Regions from separate parts of the Callithrix jacchus genome. Here region 2 is linked to region 1. A link is a contact called in public Hi-C data. All regions are on one chromosome and are shown on one strand. The core of a region is the stretch at or near the end of the contact, and the rest is flanking DNA. Distances in the headings are between cores, read along the strand shown. Region 1 holds the start of GADD45G (growth arrest and DNA damage inducible gamma). Region 2 holds the start of LOC100895811.

Region 1 (3,630 bases), core at 332-2,831:
CTACCCTCAATAAAGAGCATAAGTTTGTTTCAAAGAGTTTATTGTAAATTCAAAGCTTCAACAGCAGCATCCTTTAGAAAACGAAGCATTGCCCGGATCCGTTTTTGAAAAAGCAGCGCAGTCGGCTAAGTCCTTCACGCTCCTGCAACTGTACCAAGTCCAGGGCGCCGCTCCTTCCTGCGAGCGCAGGCTGCTGAGTCACGCCTGCCCGGCCAGTCTGTCCTTCCCGGCCCTGCAGCCAACGTCCCAGCCTAGGCCTTCCTGGGCGAGCAGCCCGCTCCATGCACTTGCAGAGTCCTCAGCTCGGGCCAGCCTGGCCCAGCCGCTGCTGGGCCCCTCCTCGGGAGGCCGCACCTCCTCGCTCTCCAGGCGCCCCCCCCCGCCTGCCAGTCTCCACGCCGCACTCGGGCACCCTCCGAGGGCCCCTCCACAGAGCCAGCCGCGCTCTAGGCGCCCCGGGGCGTCACCACGTCGATCAGACCAAGGTCCCCACCGGGCCGTCACTCGGGGAGGGTGATGCTGGGCACCCAGTCGTTAACGCTGCGGCTCTCCTCGCAAAACAGGCTGAGCTTCTCCAAAGCGGGGTCCTTCCAGGCGTCCTCATTGGGGTTCTGCGGAGAGAGAGCAGGGTCAGCCTGGCTGGCAGCCGGCCGAGGCGGGAACGACACCCGGGCGGGGACGGGACGGGACTCTACTCACCGAAATGAGGATGCAGTGCAGGTCGCCCGGCGCGCCCGCCTCCTCGCCGGCGCCCACGATAGCCGCCAGCCGCTGCACATCGCCCACGCGCACGATGTCGATGTCGTTCTCGCAGCAGAACGCCTGGATCAGCGTAAAATGGATCTGCAGCGCGATGTCGCCCTCGTCCTCCTCATCCGCAGCCAGCACACAGAAGGTCACATTGTCGGGGTCCCTGCGAGGGCAGCAAGGTGGGGACCAAGGTCAGAAACCGCGAGCAGAGGTCTCCCGCCGCCACCCCTCCCATCCGCCCGTCTCCTAGTCATTCACCCCCGCCCCGGTATCCCAGCCTTGGCAGTGTCTACACTTACACGTTCAGGACTTTGGCTGACTCGTAGACGCCGGCAGTGAGGCAGCCCTGGCGCTGGGCCGACAGCAGCAACTCGTGCAGCGCTTTCCCGGCACCCTGCATCCTGCGGAGGAGCCAGCACAGTGAGCCGGAGCCGGTCGGGGTAGGAGCCCCCAGCCCCGGTCACCCGGACGCACCCGGACGCACCCGTGGCACTCCAACTACACTCCAGACCCGGCTCGGCGCCCGCACCCAACCTCTCCAACCTGGATCTGCCGCCGATACCCCAGCGCTCGGCTCCTACGCCGATACCCCAGGCTCCTACTCCCACCCTGGAGGGCCCTGAAGGCCGCCGACCGACCAGCCGCTTTCTCCCAGCCCTGAGACCCACCTGGCTGTGCTTTCCGGAACTGTGTCCTGGCCACGGACTTCTTCCAGAGTCATAGCGCGATCGACCAGCAGCAAGTTATCCACAAGCGGAGAGCGCGGAGGGGGCACGGGAGAACACACGGTGAGTTAGATCTCGGCTCGGCTCATCTACCACTAGCGACTGCGCCCCTGCTACGCCGCGCGCCCTTATATAGGCTGGAGGGTGCTGCGCCGCCAGCTGGCGCGAGGCTGTGCGCCTATTGGCCGGCACCCGCTTTCTGATGTAAATGAGGCGGCGGGCCGGCGGCTCGTGCCAGAAGGCCACGTGGGGAGGGGTGCGGGGGATGACAATGCCTCAAATCTGCCGCTTTTGTTGGGGTGTTACCAGGCAGACTAGAGCCTGCAGATTTCATCTCGCCTTTTTTTTTTTTTTTTTGAAGTCCTTAAAAGGAAAAAGAAAAAAAAAAAAAAAACCAACCCACAAAAACCTTGTTTGCTAATAGGTTGCTGCAATTTGCGAAAAGCACCTTTATAGAATCAAAAGGAATTTTTTTGGCATTTATTTTTATTGCTACCTTTCTATTTGTTTCTTTCCTTTAATTTGAAGTTTATGAAACTGTTGCATTGGAGCCGGAAATTAAGGTAAAAGCAGTGCCAGTTAGGGGCTTGCAAAAGGCAGTGGGCACAGCCCCTTGCAGCTGACCACTAGCGTCCGGAGAGCGCCGACGATGCCTCCCACGCACACTCAATGTATACATTGAGTTGTCGCTGGAAGCTCCTACCCCACCTCCCCGCCCTTGGCCGAGCACCGCTGGGCGCCGGAGAGGGGGGCGGGCGGGGGCGAGCAGATTGCGGCCGGCGCACGCCGCTCGTTTGCATTTCTATGGAGGGCGCACAATAGCAGAGGTCTGGCGTGTGGCGGTTTGCAGTAGGGACAATCCAGGCTTTCTCTTCATAGCAACACTGTCCACCTGCTGCCTGGTGGGGCGGGCAGGCCCCCGCCGCGCGTGGGGGTCGCCGGGCTGCCCGGCGCGTGGGGTCGAGGCTGCGTGCCACTCCGTGGTCCCTGAGTGCGCGCCCCCGTATTGGCCCTGCTACATGTAATTCCCTTCCACCCGTTTCTCGCACGGGTGCCCAGCAGTCGCGCTAGTTGGGAAGGACTGGGAGCTGGTGCGCGGTCTACAAGGCTGGACGCCCTCTGGCCGGAACCCCGCGGCCAGAATCTCTTTCCCGGGGCGCCATCTACAGGCAAGCTCGAAAGATCCTAAAACCCCTTTTCTCCTCCCCTCTCCCCAACACACACACCCTTCCGTTGGCCTGGCGCGGGAGAAGAGCGGTGGGTGGGGGGCGGACACGGAGCTGCCCGGCCAGGCCCACTGAGCCCTGTCCAACATTAACAGGAACCCGATTAAGGGCCGCAAATCGCATCCAAAGTAACTGCGGGGAGTAGAGGGCGAAAGGAGATTCCCATCCAGTGCTGATGGAGTAAGAGCCTGTTTGTCTTACGCTGTGCTGAAATACTTTAATTACTTAAATACGCATATGTAAAAATTCTTTTTTTTCCGGCAATAGAGTAAGTCTGGAAGAAATCTTGGGAGAGTTTAACAGGCTAGAGGTTGCTGTCGCTTGACCATACACGCTGGCACTTTCAGAGGGTTCACCCACTGAGCGCAGCACTTTTGGTGTCTGTACCTTTCTGAGCTACGTGGATGGGCGCTCCAGGGGTCACCTCATTGCTCCCCTTTTTGGGGTGAGGCCTGGGAAACTGGCTGGGAGAATGGCGGGCCGGGCGGATTCGATGGAAACCCTGGCCCTGCAGCAAGACTAGGGCGATAATGGGAAAGTAAACAACGGCGAGGCTTTGTTCCTTTCATTCAGGCTTTCTCAGGTGGGTGGTTAATGTACAAAGTACTTCTGAACTTGCGGGGAAGTTTTCATTCTGCGCTTGGGGGCAGGCACTTTTGCCAAAGTGAGAAGCTGGCTTCTTGCGCCTCCCAGCGGCTTCCCCGCGGAGGAGAGCTGCAAAAGCCCCTCGCTTCCAGGATTTTAAAAAGCAAGAGCTTGCTGTAGCGTTTCTGAACTCCAGAAGGTGTCTCGTAAGGACGGCGAGTTGGGGCGGGAGTAAGGGGGAGCGGGGACAGGCGGCATTTTGCTACGTTTCTTCGCTAATTTTTTTTCTTTCTTTCTTGGTGTATAAAATGACTACATGCCTTGATTAGATAAAATATGTTAAT
Region 2 (3,591 bases), core at 633-3,132, 510 kb before region 1:
CATTAATAGATAAATATTTGATCAAACACAAGACCTTTCTTCTTTCCTTTTTAATTCATAGTGTTAGTGTATTTCCACCGATAGGCTGCTCGTGCCAGTTCTGCTATTCAAAGTAGCCACTTACTTTGGTAACTTCCTCAGAGGAAGCTCTTTAATGAAGAAGTAACAGATTAAATATAACTGCATGAAGAACCTTTCACTTTATTCTAAATAAATATATTTGCAATTAAATTAGTCATTGAAATGAGGAAATCACCTGCAATGCATTTCAGTTGAAGGTGTCTGTCTTTAAATAGTGATGTAAGGGGGTCTTAAAATACCTTTATGAATGACAGCAGTTTCGGGGGCTAAGGTCACAGAAATAAAGACCTGAGCCCACATTCACCAATGTTATAAATTATAAAAGAATGTTTAGACATAAAATCTAGACAATGAAAATAGAGATGCTGCAGTGGCAGGCTTAGGAGAGAAGGAGGAATTTGTGGTCCTTTCTTAAATTACCTTTTCATGAATGAGAATAAACTCATACAACGATTAAATAGGGCATGTGTTCTCGTTCAGGATGCTGTTTTAAAGTTCTCTTCAGCAGTTTACATGGACTTTGATATCATTACACTCTGATTAAAGTGCTAAATAAAAAGAGGGTAAATACTTCTTAGCTTCCACTGGAGTAATGGTAAACCCAAATTACAGTCAGCACCACAGTAAAGAGCTACGCTGGATGAAATCTGGAACCACATTTGTGGGAAGGACACAGGACCGGCCCAGTGAAGTCACTCTTCAGTGAAACAGCAGAGCTCACATTATCCTTCCAGGAATCCTGCAAAAGGAGCCACTTGGGATGCAATAAGATGACAGCAGCTTTCTGGAGCTAAGATGACAGGCAGTTTTTTCTTTGGCCAGATGTTCTGGTTACAAATCAGAAAGCAAACTTGTTCACACAAATGAAATAAGGGTGCAGAAAAGGATAATGATTTGTTCTGTTTATTCCAGCCCTTTTTACTGTCAGACTGCCACTTTCACTCATTCTTCTTTCTGCCCATGAAGCTCACCTTAGAGAGAATTTCTGAGAATAAATGGAGCTTAGTGAAGCTTCTAGAAAATAGTATAAAATACTAATGTTGGAGCTAAAGATTTCTAAGGTTGATGAATTCTAGGTGAAGACAAAGAACAGAGTGGAACCTGGTAGTGGGGAAACAAGAGAGGATAAAACCACACTACAAATTAAAGCACTGGGAGTCTGTGTTGCTGGAATTCAGGCTGAAGGGTGGATATGAGGAGGGGTGATTAAACCAGGTTTCAAAGCCATGATTGAATGAGGTGGAGTTTTGAGGATGTCAGAAAAGAACAATAAATTGGGCATATAATCTAGGCAATATCATTCAGGACATAGGCATGGGCAAAGATTTTATGACAAAAATGTCAAAGGCAATTGCAACAAAAGCAAACATTGACAAATCAGGTCCAATAAAACTAAAGAGCAACAGCTTCTGCACAGCAAAAGAAACTGTCATCAGAGTGAACAGGCAACCTACAGAATGGGGAACATTTTTCCAGTCTCTCCATCTGACAAAGGTTAAGTCATGTTTATCAATATTTGGATCACTGATGATAACCGAACTATTCAAGAAAAGTTGTTAACTAAATGGCTGCATGACTTTTGGTGGGAGATTGTATTGTAGCTCAGGAAAAATTTATTCCTTTTGTTGCACCTGCAACCCTGCCCAGGAGGAATGTACATCCTTGTTCCAGAAGCAAAGGACTGGGTGACTTGCTTTGGCTTGCTGGCATGTGAGTGGATATGGATGTACCTATCCAAGCTAAGAGCCAAACACACATGCTGCTTTGGGCTCACTCTATGTGCTCTTACGCTCAGAGCCATGCGTCCCAGAGAGTGTTTCACCTTCAGCCTGGAAATCCAGGAGAATCAGATCTCTGCTCTACCCACCTGTGGCCTGCAGTAGAACTGCCACAGCCCACCGGCAAGATCAGGAGTGAGAAATAAAGAGGTGCTGGCTGTTTCACACCTCCTCACACACAAAGGAGCCTCGGTAACCTTAAAGGCTGACTTCTCATAATACCTACATCCAGCAAATCCATTTTTCAAAGGAGAAATTGAGGCATGCTATAATTTTAAAAAAGAAAAGATGACCTGATCTGAGAGATTTGTTGCTAGCTGATCTTCTCCACAAGAAATGCTAAAGGGAACAAGTCATATTGAAATGGAAGGAAACTAGACAGAAACTCAAGTCCACACTAAGAAATAAAAGGCCCGGTTAATGTAACAGCATAGGTAAAAGTAAAAAGCAGTATAAATGTACTTTTGTTTGTAACTTCTTTCTTTTTTTCCTTTTTTAAAAAAAAAAAAAAAAAAATGGAAACTTGCTCTGTTGCCCAGGCTGGAGTGCAGTGGCGTGATCCTCTGCCTCCTGGGTTCAAGTGATTCTCCTGCCTCAGCCTCCCAAGTAGCTGGGATTACAGGCGCACACCAGTGTGCTCAGCTACTTTTTGTATTTTTGGTAGAGATAGGGTTTCACCGTGTTGGACTGGCTGGCCTTGAACTCCTGACCTCAGGTGATTCACCTGCCTTAGCCTCTAAAAATGCTGGGATTGTAGGCATGAGCCACTGCACCCAGCCACTTCTCTCTTTTTCTCTATCTGATTTGAATGACCACTACATAAAGCAAGATTATAAATCTTGAGTGACAGGCACACAATGTATAGAGATGTAATCTGTAACAACAGCAGCATGAAAGTGGGAAGGAGGAGCAGAGATCATAGAAGTAAAGTTTTTGTGCATCCGTGAAATGAATTTGGTGTTAACTCAGACTTGACCATTGTAAACTGAGATGCTTCTTAATGGGAGAAGCAGGGAGGAAAGAGCACCAGAGATTCTGGTGTGCATGGTCTGTGCTGATGTCTCAATTGTATTCATTTCCTGTTGCCATTGTAACAAATTACCATAAACTTAATGGTTTAAAATAACGCAGACTTAGGATTTTGCGTTTCTGAAGGTCAGAAATTCAAAATTAGTTCCAGTGGACTGAAATCAAAGTGTTGGCAGGCTAGATTACTTCTGGAAGATATAGATGAAAATCGGTGTTCTTGCTTTTCTCAGTTTTTAGAGGTCATCTGCTTTCCTTGACTCAGACCTCACATGACTCTAATCTCTGCTTCCATCTGCACATCTTCTCTGGCTCTTGCCTGCCTCCCTCTTATAAGGACCCTTGTGATTTCAGTTAATACCCACCACATGATCAGGATTACCTCCCCATCACAAGAGCCTTACCCAAAACACAGCTGCAAAATCCTTTTTACCACATATGGTAATCATCTTAATCCATTTGTACCATTACAACAAACTATCATCAGCTGGGCGCTTGTAAAAAATAAAATTTCGGGCCGGGTGTGGTGGCTCACGCCTGTAATCCCAGCACTTTGGGAGGCCGAGGCGGGTGGATCACAAGGTCAAGAGATTGAGACCATCCAGGTCAACATGGTGAAACCCGTCTCTACTAAAAATACAAAAAAAAAATTAGCTGGGCATGGTGGTGCGTGCCTGTAGTCCCAGCTACTCAGGAGGCTGAGGCA

What was found. A called contact is a pair of places that touch in the nucleus more often than the background predicts.
Region 2: a Hi-C map of skeletal muscle shows a contact between it and region 1, with 7 times the contacts expected there. The contact joins the promoter of LOC100895811 here to the promoter of GADD45G in region 1. A contact is called at or near these places in 3 of 3 Hi-C or Micro-C datasets (induced pluripotent stem cells and skeletal muscle).

Annotation. Positions count from the first base shown.
Region 1 is chr1:73,441,280-73,444,909 of calJac240_pri, reverse strand. It overlaps GADD45G (growth arrest and DNA damage inducible gamma), which reads right to left and starts at 1,581. Exons shown (of 4, transcript XM_002742712.6): 1 at 1,419-1,581; 2 at 1,050-1,151; 3 at 700-913; 4 at 24-611. The coding sequence starts at 1,471. The coding sequence ends at 501. It overlaps LOC103791906 (a long non-coding RNA gene), which reads left to right and starts at 1,142. Exons shown (of 3, transcript XR_008480529.2): 1 at 1,142-2,038.
Region 2 is chr1:73,951,183-73,954,773 of calJac240_pri, reverse strand. LOC100895811 reads right to left here and starts at 1,882. Exons shown (of 8, transcript XM_078345290.1): 1 at 1,871-1,882. The coding sequence starts at 1,882.